2 separate regions of the Oryctolagus cuniculus genome follow, and region 2 is linked to region 1. The links are chromatin contacts, called in public Micro-C maps. All regions are on one chromosome and are shown on one strand. Each heading gives the region's core, a stretch centred on a gene start, on an enhancer-like site or on the middle of the called end of the contact. The rest is flanking DNA. Distances are from core to core; before and after follow the strand shown. Region 1 holds the start of UGCG (UDP-glucose ceramide glucosyltransferase). Region 2 holds the start of PTBP3 (polypyrimidine tract binding protein 3).

Region 1 (3,617 bases), core at 809-3,308:
TCAGAAATGTTAAAATGTGTTCAAGTGTTTGTCAAAAGTATGTCTTAGAAGAGGATTTGTTTGTTTGTTTTTTACCTATGTAAGCCACAGTTTAAAAAAAAGATTTGTGTATTTGAAAGGCAGAGTAACAGAAAAGAGAGACAGAGAGATTCTACCTGCTGATTCACTCCCCAAATGGCCACTATGGCCTGATCCAGCCAGGAGCCAGGACTGGTCTCCCACAGGAGTGCCAGAGATCTGACCAAGTACTTCAACTATCACCTGCTGTCTCCGGGGTGGGCATCACCAGGAAGCTGGAATTGGAAAACTCAAACCAAGGCACCTCAATACTGGATGCAGGATCCCAAGTGGTGTCTTCATTGCTGTGCCAAACGCCTGCCCAGGAAGTCTTTACCACTGACTTGGGTAGAACGAAAGCTATGTGGGGCCGGCACTGTGGCGTAGCAGGTAAAACTGCCGCCTGCAGTGCCCACATCCCATATGGGCGCCTGTTCAAGTCTTGGCTGCTCCACTTCTGATCCAGCTCTGCTATGACCTGGGAAAGCAGTAGAATATGGCCCAAGTCTTTGGGCCCCTGAACCCATGTGGGAGACCCAGAAGTAGATAAAGACCTCCCCCCCCCCCCCGCCTGTGTCTCACTGTAATTCTGCCTTTCAAATAAATAAATAAACCTTAAAAAAGCTATTAAACATCCGAAACTGATTCTCAATGTAGAAACTATTTTTCTAAATTGTAGTTTATCATTTAATTGTGGACTGAGATAGCTCATTCAATCATCATTATCTATAAGAAATAGCAATAAGAAACCACTTCTTTTCGAAATTGGACACAATTCTGAAATCTGCCAAGATAGGTCATGGAGTGTTTAAAAGGAAATAACTTGAAATAATAAACATTGTTTAAACAAAACCACCGAGAAACAGTATAAACTCATCTGGGCTAAAGAAACAAAATCTCCCTCGATGGGCATTTTAAAAATAAACACTGGTTACCTTACTGTCCAGGGACTCTTTCCATTTTAGAGCAGTGACCATCAACCTGGACAATTACATTTTTCTAATAGTTAGCTAGCCACATTTTAAGTTTTTTGAAACGTGAAACTCATTTTTAACCTAATATATCCAAAATGTATCGTTTCAGCGTGTGCGTCATCAAGATACCACGCATTAACGAGATGGCCTTGAACCTTGGGGGCGAATTAACACAGCACAACTCAGTCTGAATTTGCTACACGCTAGGGGCTCGCGTGGCCCCATGTGGCTACCGTTTTGGCCAGCACGGTCTTAGAGGGCCTGATTATCATTTGATTCTTCACATCCTGAACTTGGGAATTCCATTTATAATACACACCGTCTCTAAAACGCTCAGAGCTCTGTGAGGCACCTGGAGCTTATTTTGCTCTTGGGTCCGTTTCGATCCAAGATCCCACAGCATTCAGAGCAGCGAGGACGGAAGGCAAAGGGAAACCCTGGCGCGAAGGAACGAGGGCTGGTAGCCATGCCCGATCAGGAGGCTGCAGACGCAGCGAGCCCAGCTCGGGAGGCTGCCCGGAGCCCCGTGCCTTTTTCTGGGGGCGCCCGGGAGCTGCAGAGCCACAGATACAGCGACAGCAGCCTCCGACTAGACACCAGGTGCCGAGCCGCAGCCGCAGCCGAGGGACCTGGCCAGGGCTGCAGCGTTGCCGGTCTCGGCGCCTCCGCCCGGGACTGCCGGGTGCACAGCAGCGAAAACCCGAGCGGGTGCAAGGCCCGTCTGCGCCCCACCAGGGAAGCCGCCCAGGGGCGCACTCGCGCCGGCGACGCTGCGGGCGCGCGGGCGGCGCGGTGGGCGGGCAGGAGCGGGCGCACCGCCCCCGGGGGGCGGGCGCCGCGGGTCCAGAGGGCGGAGGCGGGGCGGGGCGCGCCGGGGAGTCGGGGCGCGGGCCGCCGGTTTCCATTAGTGCGCGGACCTGCGGCGGCGAAGCAGAGCGGCTGAGCTACGCGGCCCGGAGCCCGGCGGGGAGGCGGCGGGGCGACAGCAGGTCGTAGGGACCGACCCGCGGCCGCCGGCGTCGGGAGAGGCGAGCCCGGGTGCTGGGCAGCGGCTGCCCTGACCACAGAGCGCGGCCCCGCAGCGCCCGCAGCCGCGAGCGCGCCGAAGGCAGCGCGCGGGCAAGTGCGCGCGGACGGGGGCGCGCAGGCCCTGCCCGCCCCTTCCGTCCCCACCCCCCTCCTCCCCTTCCTCTCCCCCACCTTCCTCTCGCCTCCCTGCGCCCCCGCATCGGGCGCCCACCCAGTCCTCCTCCGGCGCGAGCGCGGGCGGCGGCGGTAGCGGCCGGAGCGGGCCGGGCCCGGCCGGCGGGCCGGGGGATGGCGCTGCTGGACCTGGCCCTGGAGGGAATGGCCGTCTTCGGATTCGTCCTGTTCTTGGTGCTGTGGCTGATGCATTTCATGGCCATCATCTACACGTGAGTGAGAGGCAGCCGGAGCAGCTCGTGGCGGGGTCCGGCCGGGTGGACAGGCGAGGGCGGGAGGCTTTTTGCGCTTTGGAGGGCACTGGAGTTGGGTGGGGGTGGAGACAGCGGATGCCCAGGCTGATCCCCCCCATCCGCTCTCCCCTTGGCCCGGTTGAGCGGGGGTCCTTGTAGGGGGAGGGGTGGGAGAGGATCGTGTTGGGCTGCTGGGTTGCAGGCGGCTGCAAAGCCAGAGCAGAGGAGGCTGCTCTTACGTGTCAGGCGGAAGGCTGCTGGCTGGGTCTGATTGTGTGGGGATCCGTGTGATGTTTCATCTGGGCCAAGACGTATGGTGGATTGTTTTCTCTCTCGACCTGGGCTACGTCCCTGTTACGATGGTGATCGTTCCCGCTCTTCTGGTAGCCGCTGCCCGCGTCCTGGAGACCCCCCTGTGGATTCTCTGCTTCCTAGGAGAGCTCTCTGTTCTCAGAAAGGTGTGAAGCACCTGTCTACCTCAAAAAAAAAAAAAAAAAAAAAAAAATGTCCACCAGACCTCCGAGCTGGCGCTGTAGCTCTGTTGTCCCGGGTTCTACAATGCAGTTTGATTTTCTCTCCTATTTTCGATTCCTCATCAGTGGGTCTGTTTAGATCTGTACCCTCCGTCCTGCTGCCTAGGTCTCTTCAGCCTTCATGTAACACATAGTTCTTGAGGCCTACAGATCCCATTCACCGTCTTGGGGCTGGGGACACAACAGAGAGCAGGACAGAATTCCTGTTCTCGTGGCGCTTCCATTGAAAAGGAGGAGGCAGATCACCCAAGTCCAGATAGTGATAAAAAAAAAAAAAAAAACTGAATAAAAAAGAACAGCATGAGGGGGATGAATAGAGACTTGAGGCGTGCGACTAGTTTTGCTGTTTCAAGAGTTAAGCTGTGTTTAAAATGAAATCTATGTCAATGAATGAAAGAATTGCGTAGAGCACATAGTAAGGATGCACATAGCTTTTTAGCCTGCAAAAGAAAAAAAAATCTTTATCACCAGCTAGAATGGGGTATATGTTAGTTGAAGAGAAGGAGGGTTTTAAGAAATTTATTACTTTTAGCTTTTCCTAAGTACAGAGAAGGTGTGCCTTTCCTTTCCTGGAATGCATGGTGTTAGTATTGGGCGGCATTTCTGGGGCCTGGAGA
Region 2 (3,650 bases), core at 199-2,698, 450 kb after region 1:
TGAGGACAAAAATTGTTGGAAGATTCCATCGTCTTTACACAGCACGACAACAACCATCATGCATGGCAACATGTAAGTGGCTTTCACTGTCCAAGCTAGTCCCGCATCTTCCACAAGCAAGGGGCTTATAGAAACCTTATCATCCAAAGTAGGTAACAGGCCAAGCAAAACCTCAAGTGTAAAATGGAATAAATAAATGGATTCGCAACCTCTAACTCGGACAGAGCTGGGACTTTTCTAAATCCTGATGCACATACTACGAACCTTCAATTAATTTACCAAAATCCTAGTTTTTTTTCCTAATAATTAACATGTCAGGTCCCACCCTACACCCCGAGTCCCCAGAGAAACTGTTTTACAGTGCAGGTGATTCCAAATTTTTGTTATTATTTTAAAGGTCGAGGACCTAATCCATTTTTGAGCCTCTGAAAGCTGCCTGAAAAATGACACTTTCACAGTGTTTTTCACACACACAGGACAGCGCGATCAGGAAGTTTCTCAGGGGTGGGGGCGCGACGGGGAAGGGTCCGCGGCCACCAGGTCGCGGTACCAGACGCTAGGTACCCAGAAATGACTACCGTATCCCCACAGCCCGGGTCGGGGGACCTGGGCCAGTGCCCGGCGGCCCCGAGCCTCCCCGCGCCGGGCCGGGGTTCGGCACCCGGTCGCCGCCCAGACGTGTCCGGACGCGCGCGCTCGCCGCTCGCCTCGCCGCCGGGGAGAGCGCCGGCACTCGCCCCACCTCGCCGGTAAACAGCAACTCCCCAGGCGGCAGGACCGGAGCGCGGCAGGACCGGCGCCCGCCCCGAGCGCCGCCTCCGCCTCCCCCGGCGCCGCGCACCATTTTTTGAGAGGAAGTGTCGGGAGGCCGGCCGGCCGGCCAGGCTCCCGGGACTCGGAGCGCGAAGGGCGGACCCGGCCCCCCGGCGGCTGCACCGGGTTCCCCTTCGCTTCCCGGGGTGTGCGCTGTTGCGGGTGTGAAGGGGCGGACGCCGCGGGGCCGCCGCGTGCAGGAAGGAGCGGCTGCGGCGCACGGCGCCTCCGCGACTCGGAGGTCCCCCCACCGAGGCGCCCGGAAGCCCCGCCGTCGAGCCCGGCCGGAGCCGCTCCTCGGGCCGCCGGCGCCGCGCCCGGGCTCCCCGGCCTTGGCGGGACGCGCCGAGGGAGGAAGCGGGGCCAGCGCAGCCCGGCACGGCCGCCGCGCCGCCAAGCACTTACCCATCCATGGCCCAGTTGGAGGAGCGCACGGTGCGGGAACTGACGGGCTCACCGCGAGCGGAGCAGGCCAGGCAGCGGCAGCTGGGCGGCTCCGGGGACTGACGTGCGGCGCCTCTGCCGAGCCCCGGCCGGTCGGAGGTGGAAGGAGAGTGGGAAACAGGGGCGGGGACCGGGCACGCTCCCGCCACCGCCGCGCCCCCGCCTTCCCCACCCCGCGAGCGCGTCCCCGCTTGGCCTGACCCCGCCCCCGCGGCGTCGACGCCCTCCCTGGGGGCCCGCCCCTGCGCTCGCACCCACCCTTGGCCCGCTTTCAGCCGGCCTCCGGCTCGGCTCCAGGGCGCCCTCTTCCTGCTGTCTGTCGGCGTGAGGCCCCGCCCCCTGGCTCTCGGCCCGGCGCGCGTGCGCGCCCCCGGCACCTCCCCCCGCCTGCGTTCGCGGGAGCGCGCGCCTTGTGCTTCCCGCTCCGCCGTCCGCCCCGCCCCGGCTGCGCGGGTCTTCCGGCTTCGCAAGCTGGGGCGGTCCGGCTTGAACTCCTCCCTCTGCCGGCGGGAAAAGCCTGGGGGGAACCTGGCTCGTTCGCGTAGGTAAGGGTGTCCCTCCAGGACCCCAGGACAGAGGCGGAATTGCCCCCCTGTCGGTGGCGCACCGGAGGCCACCCACTGGCCGTGGTCAGCGGAGCGCCGGCCTGCAGACCTAGGGAGGGTCGAGCCCCGATCCGGACGGGCCCTGCGATCGGCCGTCGCCCGCGAGGTGCGGTTGCGAAGACGACTGAGGCTCTGAGACCCCCCGGACTGGAGGACCTCTGAGTTTTTCACGGGGCTCTCAGGGTGCGAGTTGACCTGAAACGTTCAGTGCATTACCGGCGTGTTCCGAAAGTTCGCTCATTCATTCCTCAGGGGTGTGTGTTTGGGGGAAGAGGGTGTTTAGGAAAAGATTATTCGCTTTTTTCGGTTGAAAAATACAGACATGGAGTGATTTGCCCGCGATTTCATAACGAGGAAACTTTTGCACAGAGCCCTTCCCTGTAATCTGAGAAAAAAAAAAGATATTTATTTACATATTATCTATAATGGGTGTATATAACCAGCGACCATACGCTTTTTTTTTCTCCTTTTGTAGTCTTAGTTCTGAGATTTGAATGATTTTTTTCCATCCCCAGATCACCAAAACGTGAGCCATTAAATGCTGTCTTCAACCAAATTATTTTGCTCTCCTAGAAAAGTCCCTTCCCTCTGTCACCTCATTTGAAAAGCAAGTGGGGGCTCCTGAAAAGATTTAAACTGGATTCACCCATCGTGCAGTCAGTACTTATTGCGCATGTACTGTGTGCCAGCCACTGCAGGGATACGCAAAAATTAGATTCCACCCTTCAGGACTGGGTAGACCCCTTGGTCAGTGTATGGCTTTTGTGGACAAAAAAGAAATCTTTAAATAGGGTATATAATTCACTAAGGACATGTTTTAAGTACTTCAGTCCCTTTTTCCCAAAACGTTGAGTGTATATATTTTTTTGTATGTTAAGTCCTAAGACTAAATTTGCAAACATTGCCACCCTGCATTGTCAGGTGGAAATTTAAGGTTTCAGGGGCTGGCACTGTGGTATGGCGGCTAAGCCAAGGCCTGAGTCCAGAATCCCAGCTGCTCCACTTTCCATCCAGCCCTCTGCTAATGTGCCTGGAAAAACACCAAAAGATGGCCCAAATGCTTGGGCCCCTGCACCCACCTGGGAGACCCAGAAAAAGCTCCTGGCTTTGGCCTGGCCTAGCCACAGTCACTGTGGCCATGTAGGGAGTGAATCACCAGATGGAAGCTCTCTCTAAGTCTCTGAAACTCTGTCTTTCAAGTGAATAAACAAATGTTTAAAAAAAAAATGTTTAATTGAGAATAAGGAGCTAATGCAGTCAATTTGGAGTATATTTTGTTGATAGTGATTCATATGTTTGAAAGGCAAAGAGAGATCTTCCATCCACTGGTTCACTTCCCAGATGGCTGCAAGGAGCCAGGAACTTCAAGCAGGCCTCCCACAGAGGTGGCAGGGGCCCCAGCACTTAGACCAAATTTCACTGCTCTCCTAGATGCATCAGCAGGGATCTGGATCAGAAATGGAGCAGCTGGGACTTGGGATTCAAACTAGCACCCATTATGGGATACCAGTGTCACAGGCAGTGGCTTAACCTGCTGTGCCACAATACCAGTCTCTGATGAAATTTAGTATCTTAATTTTTAAATTTGGTATTCAATATTAAATATTTAAAAAATGTATTTCCTACAGTATTGAGTTCCTGGCTTCTGATTTCAGCCTGGCCCACCCTAAGCTATTGTGGGCATTATGGAAATGAACCACAGATGAGAAATCTCTGTCTTTTTGTCTTTCAAATAATATTTTTTTAAAATCTGAAATATGTGAATCCTTTAAAAAATTCACTCTCTAT

What was found. A called contact is a pair of places that touch in the nucleus more often than the background predicts.
Region 2: a Micro-C map of ear pinna shows a contact between it and region 1, with 9 times the contacts expected there. The contact joins the promoter of PTBP3 here to the promoter of UGCG in region 1. A contact is called at or near these places in 3 of 6 Hi-C or Micro-C datasets (ear pinna, psoas muscle and an unstated tissue).

Annotation. Positions count from the first base shown.
Region 1 is chr1:215,474,709-215,478,325 of mOryCun1.1, forward strand. It overlaps UGCG (UDP-glucose ceramide glucosyltransferase), which reads left to right and starts at 2,059. Exons shown (of 9, transcript XM_070055584.1): 1 at 2,059-2,446. The coding sequence starts at 2,349.
Region 2 is chr1:215,923,410-215,927,059 of mOryCun1.1, forward strand. It overlaps PTBP3 (polypyrimidine tract binding protein 3), which reads right to left and starts at 1,449. Exons shown (of 14, transcript XM_051843126.2): 1 at 1,219-1,449.